Linked DNA regions of Mus musculus: all the other regions are linked to region 3. Evidence: chromatin contacts called from public Micro-C and promoter capture Hi-C data. All regions are on one chromosome and are shown on one strand. The core of a region is the stretch at or near the end of the contact, and the rest is flanking DNA. Distances in the headings are between cores, read along the strand shown.

Region 1 (4,618 bases), core at 1,989-4,488, 280 kb after region 3:
ACCACTGTACAGTGTCAAACTAGTCAATAGCAATGGCCCCTTGACTTCAGTAACTGTTGGAAGATAAACAAGGATGCTATGTAGTAGACTCAAACTATAGTTACTAAGATTAAAAGTGAAAGAGAGGGCTGGAGAGATGGCTCAGTGGTTAAGAGCACTGACTGCTCCTCTGAAGGTTCTGAGTTCAAATCCCAGCAACCACATGGTAGCTCACAACCATCTGTAATAAGATCTGATGCCCTCTTCTTCTGGAGTGTCTGAAGACAGCTACCATGTACTTACATATAGTAAATAAATAAATCTTAAAAAAAAAAAAGAAAGTGAAAGAGAAGTAGGGTGCATAAGAAAAAAGGTTAAGTACTAATCTGATTGGGAAAATCATTCAAACAAAATAACTGGGAAGGGAGAGTTGGGGTGCATTAGGGTCCACAGATTTAGATAGTGTTAAATTTATGGAAAGTTACAATTAAGGGAATGGGTAACCATGAGAGAAAGAAAACAAGGGGTGTGTATATGGCTGAAGACTAAGACCTGACTGAAGACTAATCCTGAAACAACTGATACACAAGCACAGCCATTGTGATCCTTATGTGGAAAAGAGGAAATCAAAATAAAGTAAGAAAAAATACTTACAAAGTGAACTGGCCACTCTGTTATACCCAGTTGCAATGTGACATTTCCAGATCCCTCTGGCTCCAGCAGGTTCCACATGATGCCGGGGGGGGGGGGGGGGGGGGCGGCAAGTAGAAACCATTGGTCTCTGCAGCCTGGTGTCTCTGGGGTTCTGGTATATGGTGAAGGGGTATTGGAAGTTCATTCCTGGCAGTTCCCTCAGACCTCCACCTCTTTTGGTCCTATATGTCCTCCCCTAGAGTCTTTCCTCACCTACTTTCATCTTCTGATTAATTCTTTTGTGGACAGAGATGCCTGTGACATTCTGAGGAGTTGCATTCAGGTATGAGAATATCTAAGCAAAGGAGAGAAAAGATCCTTAATTTCCCTACTTGAGAAGCTCCACAGCAGACTTCATTCCTTGGGGTCTGTCTCACTATCCAGAATTATAGCACACATGCACTCCCTAGTCAAAACTGGTGGTGAGAGTTTTCAGTGTGTGTTGGAATGGGAGATTGGGAAAATCCCAGGCTGCCCATGGCTCTTGTCCATCGTGTAACACATAGCAAACAGAAGCAACTTAAGAGTGACTTTGGATTTGCTCAGTTTGAGGGAACGGTCCGTTCTGGCAGGAGACGAGCATGCTACAACTATAGTGGCCAAAGTGCCAAGCAGTTGGTTACATTGGGTCTTCAGTCAGGAATCAAAGATAAAAGCTGATATTTCATGAGTTCCCTCTTGTGAGTCCAAGATCTCCGTCCACAGGGTGCTGCACCACATTTAGGGCAGATCTCCCCTTCTTAAGCCTCTCTGGGAAAGTTCTCACAGATCCACGAAGATTCATGTTTCCCTGGTGACTTCAAATCCCATCCACTTAACAGTCAAGATGGATCACTACCCAGGCCCTTCCACAGGGGCCATAAGAATACAAAATAATGTATAATGACTGTTGTGATTCCTAGTGACATGAAAGCAGCAGTGGGTGCAAGCCCTGTATTGTCAGTGTGTGAGCTGTGCATGTGTCACATTGTGATATGACATGTGACACATTGTGCATGTGTCAGCTGTCATTGACTGCTGGAGTCATGACTTTAATTGCTTTGCTTTTCACTTAGATTTAAACATCAACAACAAAAACTGTCCTTCAAATTTGGAATCAAAGTGTCAAAAGGCCGTGTTGTCATGTTTACTAAGTCAGCAAACAACCAGAGTCAACACAAAAATGCAAAAGGGAAAACGTGCTGGTACATGTGGCTACAGCTGTGGGGCAATATGTTACATAGTATTTCTTAACTGAAACCTTTACCCCTGAAGAGGAAGAAGGCCTACTTTGCCAAGTAGTACACTTGAGCTAGTCCAAATTTTAGTGCTTTTGTTGTTTGGTAAAGCTTCTATGATCTTTAATTCTTATACTATAGAATTCATCCATTTTAAAATGCCTGATATAGTGAAATGTACCTATAAGTACCTAAATATACTTGAAAGCTGAGGCAAAATTGTGAATTGAAGACTTGCCTATGCTATGAACTGAGTTCACAGCCAGCCTGGACTACAAGGTATATGTAAGGCTATCCTGGGTTATAGTAGAAAGACCCTGTCTCAAAATCAACAAATGACAGACTTTCTTCAGAATTTATTCAACTTTAGGATATCTCCATTACCTCACAAACAACCGATAGGGCCTGGAGGTTCAGTGTCAGTTCCCAGCACCAAGAAAAGAATCCATGGAATGGAATACTACAAATGAAGACCATTCTAACATCCTACAACATGGATGAGCCTTAAGGACATTTTATGAAGTAGAATAAAAGGCACAAGACAATAAATGCTGTATTTGTTCCATTTATGAGTTCTGGAGTAGCTAATTTTAAAGACAGAATGGTTATTGCCAGGAACTTAGGGAATCACTAAATGGTACAAAGTTAGGGGAAGATAATTATGTACTGGAAACAGTGTTACAGTTCTATGACATTCAGCTTCCACTCAAGAATGGCTAAAATGGTACATTTTGTTATGTGTATTTTACTACATTTTAGGGGGGAAGTCCCCTACTCATTATCAATCACTTTTCACTGCTTTACCAAGCCCTAGGTAATCATAAATTTGTATTCATGTTTGCCTATCCTATTTCATACATGAATGGCAACATACAACATATGACTTTGTGCCTTTCCTCTTGCACAGTGCACTCAAAAGCCATAGTATTGTGCTATCCCTTAATTCTCTTTTTAATTCAAGGGAATATAGTGTTGTTTTGTGTTGCTATACCACAGCTGTTTGACGCTAGTTGGAAGTCAAGACATTCACTTCGGGGCAATTTTGAGTAATAGTATGAATTTACATATACAAGATTTTCTGTGGATGCATATTTTCAATTCTCTTGGAATTAGCCGTTTGAGAGGCTACCACAGTTTCCGAAGTTTACGACGCTATTTCGCATTTCCACCAGCAGAAATTGAAATTTTTTTCATACAGATATTGTCTTGGATTAGATAACAGCAAAAGCAAAAGAATCTCCATCTCTTTGCCTTGCGGGAGCAAACAGCACTATATAGGTGAGACTGGTTGCCCTGGTGACAGAAGGGCTGCGGTCCCGGCAGACCCCGCGCGCGCCCGACAGTTGGGAGAGTGCGCGTGCGCAGGAGGCCCTCTGTAGCCCACGCGGGTCCTGCAGTGCAGGTGAGTCTTATTCCAGAGGTGGCAACATAGCCAGGTCGAAGGCACTGGAGTCTCCTGAGGAGCTGCAGGGCCGGCGAGCCAAGCGGGTTCTCTCTAGTGGCTGAGTCCTGAGGTGTTTGGGCCTTGGTCTCCGCATCTCCTCAGGGTTCCCTCAGCGCTGACAGAAGGGAAAACTTGGATTATTCCGGTGGCCTGTTCTGTGTCCTTTTCTCCTCATAATCCCCTACTTGCAAATGCGTTCATCCCCAAGACTGTCTGTCTGTCAGTCCGTATGTCCGTCCTGGAACTTGCTCTGTAGACCAGGCTGACCTCAAACCCAGAGATGCTCCTGCCTCTCTGCCTGCTGAGTGGCGCGTGCCACTTCTGCCCAGCATGACAATTTTGGGCAGACAGTTGGGCTCTATGCCCATCTTTTGAAGGCCCTGAACTCCAGACTCAACTTCTTGTGTCCTTTCCTGCCTAGCTGACTTTCAAGAGTCTGCGGCACACGCACCTGATAAATGAAAATTCACTTGTTTGGCGGTGCTGTGATGAAGCCCAGCCTTGGACATAACAAACCTTGATTTCTAGACAGGGCTTTGTTATGCAACTCAGACTACCCTAGAGCTCATTATGTAGCCCACGGCTACAAAGACTACCGTTTTGTTTTGTTTTGTTTTGCTTTTCGAGACTTGGTTTCTTTGCAGAGCCCTTCCCATCATGGAGCTCACAGCGATATCCCTGCCTCTGCCTCCTGAGTGCTGGGATCAAGGCTGTGTGCTACCACCTATCTGCTAGAGACTAACTTTGAACTCAGTCTGCCCAACCTACTGAATGTCTGCAACCATGACCTGGCCTCGACTGAATTTTTTCCTCTCTGTGTGGTACAGGTTGGTCATGAAGCCCAGAATTAGAGTCTTTAAAATTCTAGAATTATCTCCTCCATTCCGTTTTGTTTCAAATACCCTGGGCTGGTCCATCCATCTCTTAGAAATACAACACTAGTTGAAAACTGATAATTGGCTGTTTAGTTTCAAAGCATTCTTCACACAGGCAACATGAAGGAGCTAATTTCCAAAATATATTTTTTTTAAAAAAAAAGGACGATTCTGTTTTCAAAAACTTTGTAAACTTCTCTTTCCTTATATAATTATTTTGCACTTCAAAAACTTATTCTAAATTTACACAACCATTTCACTCAATGTCATCCAACTTCAGAAACCTGTTTTTGTTCTTGGTGGTGGTGGTGGTTTGGTTTTGAGACACAGATTCAATGGCTATCCTCCATCTGCAGACCAGGCTAGCCTAGACTTCAGGGACCTGGGTGCCTCTGCTTCCTGATCATTGG
Region 2 (4,735 bases), core at 798-3,297, 360 kb after region 3:
GTATTTATTTTTTGGTTTGGTTTTAGTTTTGACAAGGTCTCATTGTGTAGACCTGACTGGTCTGGCATTTACTGTGTAGACCAGGCTGGCCTCAAACTCACAGAGATCTACCTGCCTCTGCCTACAGAGTCCTGGAATCAGAAGTGTATATCATCACAGTCAGCTTTGTTTTATATTTCTTGATAACTATTTGCATGCTTTTATAGCTTACCAGAAATGACATGATATTTAAAGAGTGATTCACAGTTCACAGGTCCCACAGTGGTGAGGAAGGCCAATGAGAGGCATTTGGAAGCAGCCTTCCAGGCTTCTTGCCTTACCTCCTCTCTCCCTATTGCATCTCTTTCCTCAGTCAGTGTCAACACCCACCCCTACCGCACCCTCCTCCCTCCCCCACCCCAGTCCTTTGTCTTCCTGCCATTCTTTTTCTTGCTTTCTCTCCACCGCTCTTTAAAAATAAATATTCCAGGGCTGGTGAGGTGGCTCAGCAGGTGAGAGCACCCCACTGTTCTTCCAAAGGTACTGAGTTCAAATCCAGCAACCACATGGTGGCTCACAACCATCCGTAATGAGATCTGATGCCCTCTTCTGGTGTGTCTGAAGACAGACAGCTACAGTGTACTTACATATAATAAATAAATAAATAAATAAATAAATTTTAAAAAGATAAATGTTCCTTTAATTACTATTTGACAAAAGCATATATGCTTGGAGTGTTTTATATATGCCCAAAGAGTTAGTTTTAAGAAGAAATACAGGGCTGGGTGGCAGCAGTGAATGTCTTTATTGTACTCACCTACATAAAATGCATAAGCAATCAATATCCCCGCACTCAGGAGGCAGAGGCAGGTGGATCTCTGTGATTTTAAGGCCAGCCTGGTCTACGGAGTGAGTTTTAGGACAGCCAGGGCTACACAGAGAAACCCTGTTTTGAAATACAAAAACAAAAACAACATCAAACAAACAAACAAAAGTAATGCAGTGCACTTTAGTTGTGACTACATCTTGATTACTTAAAAAAAAAAATAGCACAACAAACACATAGGTGTGTGCCGGGTGTTGGTGGCACACACCTTAATCCCAGCACTTGGAAGGTAAAAACAAGCAGATAGATCTCTGGGTTCAAGGCCAATTTGGTCTACAAGCAAGTTCCAGGACAGCAGAGATGCACAAAGAAACCCTGTTTCAAAAAACTGGAAAAAAAATAATGCAGATATCTTTTCAAAATAGTGACTTTCTGAAGGTATATATGTAGCTCTAGAGTTTAGTCTATGCTTGACTCAGAGGGCTCAAAACAAATAACTTGGGAAAACAGGAATTGTCTTCTCAGAAGCAGCCCTCTGGCTCCTGGGGCTTTTGCTTACTGTGCACCAGTCTCTATTACTGTTATTATTATTATTATTATTATCATCATTATTATTATTATTATTTGGTTTTTCAGCACAGGGCTTCTCTGTGTTGTTCTGGAACTCTCCCTTTGTAGATAAGTCTGAACTTGAACTCAGAGATCCACTTGCCTCTGCCTCCTGAGTGCTGGAATTAAATGTGTGAGCCTCCAGTGCCTGGTTTCCTGTCTTTATTTACAAGTCATTGCTTAGAATTAATCATCATGGCATACAAAGTTCAGGGAACAAAACAGGTAAGTCCGTAGGCCTTTGCTTGCCCTGCAGTTCTTCAGTTGAATCCCCTTCTCTTAATTTTGATTAACAGAGCAAAAATTAAAGATGAAGCTTCTGACCCGTTGCACAACAAGTAGTTACCTTCATGTAAGAAAGCTGTCTCAAAACTAGAACTTCAGCCCTCAGTCTCAGACCTTAGATTTTGCTCCTTTTTGAATCCTTTGTTCCAGGTTTAACACAGCCATAGCTGTGCAAGAGTTCTGTATTCCTCTTACTCTAAGGGACTGTGTGTTGTATGTTTCATACTGTTGAATATGATGCCCATAACAAGAGAACTTTACACTGATACAGATAAAAAGTGCTTGGAGTTTTGTTAATTATTCCTCACTTGATAAATGACCCTGGACACACTCCCTCCAGTGTATGTTTACTTAAGGCTAAACTAATCCTGTTCTGAAATATGATTACCCTTTGGATACGCTCTGGTTGTTCATTGCCTTCCTGTCCTTAATAAAATCCTTTCACTCTCCTGCCCCTCGATAAATTACTCAAGGCACCAGACACTTTTCTGGACAGTCTCTGTTTGATAAATGATCATGTCATGCTATCGCTTAGAGGCGCACTGCAAAATTCTGAGTGGCCAATTGTCTTTCCCTGCAGGCTGGTGCCCTGCTCCTGCCTGGGTGTTTGTGGCAGGCGGTCTCAGCTTTAATGACTGTGATGAACCTGACCAGCATACTCCAATCTTTATCGGAAATGTCTGGCCCAACTGTCCTTACTAAATCTAAAGACAGCCATTTGTCATCCCTCTGACTGCCTGTCATCATCTGCCTGGGAGAAATCTATAATTTTTGGCTTGTTCCTGACTAAAGTGTGGAGTGAATAAATTTATCTTTGGGCCATGAAGCTTGCCAGGATCAATATTGAGCAGAGGTTGAATAAATTAGAAACTAAGAAAACATGACAGGCTATCGTGGTTTGTTCATTTGTGTATTATAAATCAAATATTTAGTTTATATAAGAGGCAAACATGTCACGTTTTTTACTTTTCCCATTCATCCTGAGAATTCTATACCTCATGATAAATGGTCACCAGAAAACCAATGAAGTAAATCACTAATGAATCTGACTGTGAGATGAACTCAGGTCATTTTATTGATTTGGAAAACTTTGCAGACATAAAAACTGTAGGCAGAGACTAAGGATTTTTTTGTTGTTATTCTTTCAAGGTTTCTTTTCTTTTTTTTCTTTTCTTTCTTTCTTTCTTTTTTTTTTTTTTTTTTTTTTTTTTTTTGCACATGCATTTGACTTTGTATAGCTTTAGCAACTTGAATAATGTTCGTCTAGTAAAGCTCAGGACTCAAGCGGCACCCACAAACAACTTTTTATTTATTTGTTTGTTTGTTTGTTTGTTTAGGTTTTTTGAGACAGGGTTTCTCTGTATAGCCCTGGCTGTCCTGGAACTCACTTTGTAGACCAGGCTGGCCTCGAACTCAAAATTCCGCCTGCCTCTGCCTCCCAAGTGCTGGGATTAAAGGCGTGCGCCACCACACCCGGCCACAAACAACTTTTATAAATTTAAGTTAAACTTAAATCATAAACTATTTGGTGTTTTTATATATTGACACATGCCTGTTTAAAGAGGTTACAGGAAAGAAATACAAAAACAAAACAGTTGTGAAATGTCATTTAATGTAGAGCTCCTGAGTCAACGAAGTTACTGTCATCATCATCATCTGGCTTAAACCTTCTCTCCTCCTGGAGAAGGAGGTCAGTAGGCCTTCTTTGGCTAATAGTTTCTCAGTATTCTGCCTGTGATCTCACATCTCCTTTCCCTTCTACTCAGCTTTTTGGATCCTGGCCATCTCTTATGGGGTCCTCTCTTACATCCTAACGTGCAGTGTTCCTTCTCTGGCTGCTATCCTTCCCTTTATCCACCACACCAGACCTGCTGAGTCATGCTTCTCAAAGTTTCATGTGCATTAGCAATCACCAGGGGGAGCCTGTGGGATGGCTCAGCAGGTAACTAAGTCAGTCACCTTGTCAGCAGGTAACTTGTCACCAAGTCTGACTGGGGTCCACGTGGGTAAAGTTGAAAACTAACTCTTAGAACTTGCCCACTGCTTAATACACACACACACACACACACACACACACACACACTACATCCACACACAGAAAATTATAAACTGTAATTTTAAATTTTAAAAAAGAATCACGGGGGGCTGGAGAGATGGCTCAGCGGTTAAGAGCACTGACTGTTCTTCTGAAGGTCCTGAGTTCAAATCCCAGCAACCACATGGTAACTCACAACCATCTGTAACAAGACCTGATTCCCTCTTCTGGTGTCTGATGACAGCTACAGTGTACTTACATATAATAAATAAGTAAATCTTTACCAAACAAACAACAACAGCAACCTGTTGAAATGCAGGTTCTGAGCACGGGGTCTGCTGAAGAAGTTGGTGTGGTGCAGCTGCTACTGCTGCTACGGTAAGGTCTCTGACTCCATGTGAAGCTAGGAGGCTGTAGAACAATTCTTCTGTTTCCTCAACCATTGGGCACTTCCACAGGCTGAAAAGGCCCTGAACCAAATGTTAGCAGTCATGGAATTTGTGAGCCTCCGTTCTTTGGGGCATTACAATCTGTGGACCATCCCCTTATCCCTCGGTGATTCTGCATCCTGGGAATCTGTGGCTCCTTAAGTAACCAAGCTCTGACTTTAGACATCTCACATATATGACTACACTGTTTTATAACAGTTGTTTCTGAGAGACAAGAGCACATCTCATAGAAGACAACAGTGTACACAGTGAACCGTTACCTGGATTCATCCGTGAGAAGAGCTCACTGAACTGAGAGAGCCTGAAAAGACTGTGTGGTGACAGTGCTGTAAACAGTCCTCAGAGCACCAGTGTCTTCCAGAGCTGACTGTACCCACAGAGACAGTGGAAGATGCTAACCCATCAAGCTCCATCAGGAACTCCTTCCCTTTCTATACTTGACATCTATTCCTTCAAAAACAATGTTTCTTTCCATACCCTGGTTCACAGGAGAGGGCCCATTCAGTTAGAAATAAGCCTTCCTCCCGAAGCCCACCACCGTGTCCACTGTAC
Region 3 (4,940 bases), core at 643-3,142:
GTGCTCTGCACTTCAAACGTGACAACGAGAACTTGAGTGGCTGTAGAACCTCATGCAGATTTCTGAGTTCACTTTCTTCATTGGTTGAAAAAGAAAATATCCTACCTGCCTCCTTGTCCCAGAAATGATTAAACAAAATTACCTGGGCCAATATGCAGCTGATTTGTATTAGTGTGGCTACTCAAGTGAGACTATTGGAGCACTTCCACAGTAGCTAAAAATGCCTGGGACTACCCTGAGCCTCCCTCCATGTTGTCCCTGGTTACTGAGCCCCTCCCTTAGGGTTCTCACCAACTTCTCTGTGGATAATAGTCTTGGGCAATACCCTACAGGCTTGAAGGATGGAAGGCTCCATTAGTATTATGACCAGTATTCATCCTTGCCAGCCATTTGCCCAGGTTCTGCCAGTTCTTAAAAGCTGGACTGTCCTAGAGACAATGCATTAGAATGTACCTGTCTTATAGGCTAAAGTATAGGCCACACAAGCATGAAATGGATCGGAGCAAGAAGGGGTTGCCCTTTACGTTGTTGTGGGTCATATAAACCTTAGGGATTGGAGAGATGAATCTGAGACTCAATTTGAGACTAGAAAGTAAGATTTTAAATTCTTTGCACTCCCACAGCCTAACACCCTTCTGAAGCAAATGTCCTCTATAAAGAAGACAGGAAACTGTTAGCAGGGTCCCCTGCCATTCAGCCCAAGAGCTGTGAACCCCTGACAGTGTAGAAACTGCTGCCAAGTGAGAAGCCGGGTGCCAGACCCCACCTCACAGTGGTGAGCCTCCTTGCTGCCTGAGTTTCTTTGAACCTCTATTTTGCATTCAAATTAAATTACCTACCCGATCTACCTCACCGGCTGATGAAAACTCAACAGAGCCCAAGCCTAACCGGGCTTTGCAAATTGTGAATTGCATTAACATATGGTGTGATAATCCGCCCCATTCAGAAGAAGCAGGGACGGGTGGCGAGCAGTGAGTGATTCAGCCAGCCAGGCAGGAACTGAAAATAGAATCATTTCCTGAGCCAGGGTCCAGGGTTCTCTCTCAGAAGAAGGTGGGCAGGGGAAGGGCTCCAGGGCGGCTGAACACAAGGCTCTCCATTTCCCACTGTAGCATTTGGGCTGATCCTGCAGCCCCAGGTGGTCACCCAGTGTGCCAGGTCAGTCCGGGCCAGTGACCCTTGCTTGGCTCAGAAGCAAGATGTGGGTGGTGACGACTCTTTTGAATTCAAAAGAGTCTACTTGCTGCCAACTGCTGCCTTTGGCCTCCTGCCTGCATTCCCTACCAGCAAAATTAGTCCTCAACTGAAACCTACAAAGTGCATTGGCTTAGGAGACCACAGGCTTTTGTCTGTCTGCTCCAACTCGGAGGAAGAAGGCCCAGCCCTGCTCATTTAGCCTCACTAGACTTCAAACCAGACCCTAGGACTAAAGTGCTCCTGAGGAGTCAGGTCTGATGGGAAGCTTGCTTGGTAAGGTATAACCAGGCAGAGATTTGGTACTTCATAAATAAGCCCTCTGCACCACATTCTTGTTATTCATGCAGGCCAAGTAAAGCAAGACAATAACTCAAGAAACAGTGACCTCACCAGGAAAGCAGGCTATGTAGTCTCACACACAAGCCTCACGGCCATAAATCCAGGAGACTATTCCATGAAAATTCTCTGTCCTTGCAGAGGAGCAGGGACAGTGTGGAGGCAGGGAGGAGAGAGCCCTCTTATCTACAGAGATCTCCCTTTATGCCTCAGAAATGAAAGGACACTTCTCTCTCTCTCTCTCTCTCTCTCTCTCACACACACACACACACACACACACACCCACACACACAGGTGGACCTGTACCCTTGTCACTTTGTAGACATACCAGAAGGAATTCAAAGCTGCTTGTCATCTTCGTCCTCTTCGTTCTCTAGGGCCTGTCCAGGCTCTTGCCAGCAGACTGCTCTGCAGCTGGATGCTATTGTAAACTATGCTTCCGCATCTGTGTCATGCTCTTCCTTAGGAGAGGGCTAAAGATGGAGCTCAGGGGAAGTAGGAAGAGGAAAGATGCTTCCTGTTCTGGCTACTTACTCTCTGCTCTCCCAGCCCAAGGAGGAGTGTAAAAGGCTCTATTCCTAGCCTCTGAATCCTCAGGTTAAAGCTACAGATCTTCTGGGATTCCTCTCTGGGTTCAGTGGACTGTTGCATGTGAAGACAGATAGACAGTTAACAGGCACTGGTGTATGTAGTTTACATGTGGTGGGCTCTGAGCTAAGTGCTTAAAGTACCTCAGCTCATGTGATCCTCCATCCAAGATGGACTTTTATCTTCCCTATAGATGATTAAAAGGTCAGAAAGGCCTTCATGTTCCTGATGAGAGCCGAAATTTCCTTTTAGAAAGAAAACGTTGCTTGTGCCTCCAAAAGGCTGGAAGCCAAGGAAGGAGGCCAAAAAGGGCCCTCAGCCAGCCCATTACTCAGCAGGTAAGCAAGCTAGTTGTGAAAGACAGTGGCTCAGTTGTCATCCCAGTGTCCAGGGCAACAGTACAAACAGTGTACATAACACAGGTCAATGCCCCAGCCTTTCTGACTTAAAAAAAAAAAAATCCCCTGCGGCATGTGGTGAGAGGGGGCAGGGTACAGGGAAAGCAGGTAGGCTTCCTGATGACATGAGAACATACCTCCACCTGGGGATACTTCCAGCCTCTTTGTTGTGCTTTGGCGGTGCTTGTGCAGAAAATAAAACCACTGGCCCAGTTCCCACTTCAGTTATTCTTTGAGTGTGGAGGTGGTCTCCAGAAGGAAGGGGCTCCTCCACCAAGAAACCTGTATTTGTGACAAAGGTTTCAGAAACATGCCATCCCCCCCCCCCACTTCACAATTTAATGCTACACTTTGCAATGCAGATCCTGCCTTCTCTCAAAGAAGACAAAAAGCAAAAGTCATCTAAAAGTAATAGAATTTAGCAGAGTGAGAAGAAATGATCAGGACACAGATCCTAGAAGAAATAAATGGAGAAAGAGATGTGGAAGTTTGAGACAGCAGAAAGAAAACAATGGAAAAAAGAGGAGAATTTAAAGAAGCTCACAGTGAGGGCTATGGGGACAATTCAGCATTGGGGAAAACATGCTGCTCTTGCAGAAGACCCAAGATCTCAGCACCCATATTTTGGGGATTCCACACCCTTTTCCGACTTCATAGGCACTAGGCATGTACTTGGTACACATATATGCACTCAGGCAAAACACATACACATGGCACAAGAATAAATACATATTTATTTATTTTAAAAACGCAGCTCAAGAGTGGGTAAGCAAGATCATGTTGATGTTGAAATCAAAATCAACTCACTTTTCAACCTCCAAGACTGGACACCAGGTGGGCAGAGACAAAGCATGCTTTTATGTGCCATAGTTCATGAAAGGTACCAACATACGAAAATTAGAAAACTATGTGACCTGTGTGGGTATTTATATGTAGTTACAAGAAAAGAAAAAAAAATGACTGAGAGAGGAAGGAAATATTTGATCTGTGTATTGAAAAGTAAGTCCAGTTTTGCCAAGAAAAGAAAGAGCAAGAACCAAAGGACGTCGTCCCAAAGTCAATTAGAAATGTCCTAAGAACCAGCAAGTATCTCTAGCCTCTGCTTTCCCACAGTTTTTACTGACCCATTAACTGCCAGCCAGGCAGTTTGAGCAGTTGATGTCACACAGCCCAAAACATTGGTCACATCAATCAAGGAGCTGGTGCACCAAGTCACCAATGGCCAACACCAGCAAAAACGGCTGCAGCAACTGACTACCCATGGCCAGAAATCAGTTGACCCACCTGTCTAATAGCACTTGGCCTTATCAGCCAATACCCTCATGTTGTTCCTGACCAGGGGCATGACAGGGTCTCCCAGCTGCACTCAGATGGAACCAGAGGTGAAGAGAGAACTCCAGCCACCACACTGGTGTCACACCCTGCTCAACAGGATAGGCAGCTGAAAGCAGAGCCCACCAAGTACATCTATGGTTACCTCAAGAACAGCAATAAGAATTCCTTCTTTGCAAAAATCTAGGGCAAATGTTAATCCAAACAGGATACCAGAGAACATAAGCAGCACAGTCAGGGATGGCCCAAAGCATTCCATACACTCTAATAACTGAAAGCAATTTTAGCATCTCCATTATATTATAAAGAAAGCCAAGATTTAGGAAAGTAGTGACTAATAATAATTGAGTTTGGCAACAAGAGAACTTAACTCACACTCACTGATTCAAAATTACACATCCTTTTCTTTATAAGCATAAATTAATAACTTATTTCACAAAGGAGACATGCTTGAGAAAGAAAACGTTCAAAGAAGACTGAACTGCTGGGTGATTTGCAATCTGCTACTCACAGATCAACTAAGCCTCAGCATGGCAGAACCTCTCCTGGCAACTACCCAGTCAACAACTATCCTGAGAAACAGCAATACAATTCAAAACTGCTAAGTAATAAAGAATGGTCACACACACACACACACACACACACACACACACACATACCTTCTGTCCCCTCTCCTTTCTAAGCTTCTGGTCCCTAGCAATCCTGGGTTCTCTATCTCCTTGACCTTCCCTTTCCTAGCTCCCAGCTCCTTTCCCGACCTCATAATATAACTAAATTGTCACTCAAAAATAGGAATTCAGTCCTTCCTGTAGGTGTACCCACTTGATAGGGCTGGAGGCAAGGCTTAGTTAATAGAGTTCTTTCCTGGCATGCACAAAGCCCTGGTTTCAATTCACAGTACTGCATAAAGCCAGGCATGATGGCATATGCCTGTAATCCCAGCACACAGGCAGATACACACTCATGCGCACTCACACATGCACAGAGACAGAGACAGGCAGAGACAGAGAGAGACAGAGAGAGATAGAGACAGAGAGACAGAAACAGAGAAGAGAGAGAGAACTTCCCCGTGGTAGAGAAGAAAGGGAA

Evidence for each region. Promoter capture Hi-C pulls out the DNA fragments that hold promoters and counts their contacts. Hi-C and Micro-C count contacts between places; a contact is called where the count stands out from the background.
Region 1: a Micro-C map of embryonic stem cells shows a contact between it and region 3, with 2.2 times the contacts expected there. The contact joins the promoter of Mcmdc2 here to the promoter of 2610203C22Rik in region 3. A contact is called at or near these places in 5 of 39 promoter capture datasets (hippocampal neurons, liver, pre-B cells and 1 more), 1 of 484 Hi-C or Micro-C datasets (embryonic stem cells) and 1 of 9 other capture datasets (adipose tissue).
Region 2: a contact with region 3 is called in a promoter capture Hi-C map of liver, with 2.0 times the contacts expected there. The contact joins the enhancer-like site here to the promoter of 2610203C22Rik in region 3. A contact is called at or near these places in 7 of 39 promoter capture datasets (the C10 cell line, cranial neural crest, frontonasal cranial neural crest and 3 more) and 1 of 484 Hi-C or Micro-C datasets (liver).

Annotation. Positions count from the first base shown.
Region 1 is chr1:9,905,400-9,910,017 of GRCm38.p6, forward strand. It overlaps Mcmdc2 (minichromosome maintenance domain containing 2), which reads left to right and starts at 3,239. Exons shown (of 15, transcript NM_177722.3): 1 at 3,239-3,291.
Region 2 is chr1:9,986,579-9,991,313 of GRCm38.p6, forward strand. All of the region lies in intron 5 of Ppp1r42 (protein phosphatase 1, regulatory subunit 42), which reads right to left. Among named protein-coding and RNA genes, the nearest start is that of Ppp1r42, 20 kb to the right of the region's middle. Within about 2 kb of position 2,048, at least 14 of the 459 cell types and tissues checked have an H3K27ac peak or open chromatin away from gene starts, as enhancers often do. A contact at or near this core is called in liver, where this site is marked.
Region 3 is chr1:9,629,200-9,634,139 of GRCm38.p6, forward strand. 2610203C22Rik (RIKEN cDNA 2610203C22 gene) reads right to left here and starts at 1,893. Exons shown (of 5, transcript NR_015470.1): 1 at 1,862-1,893.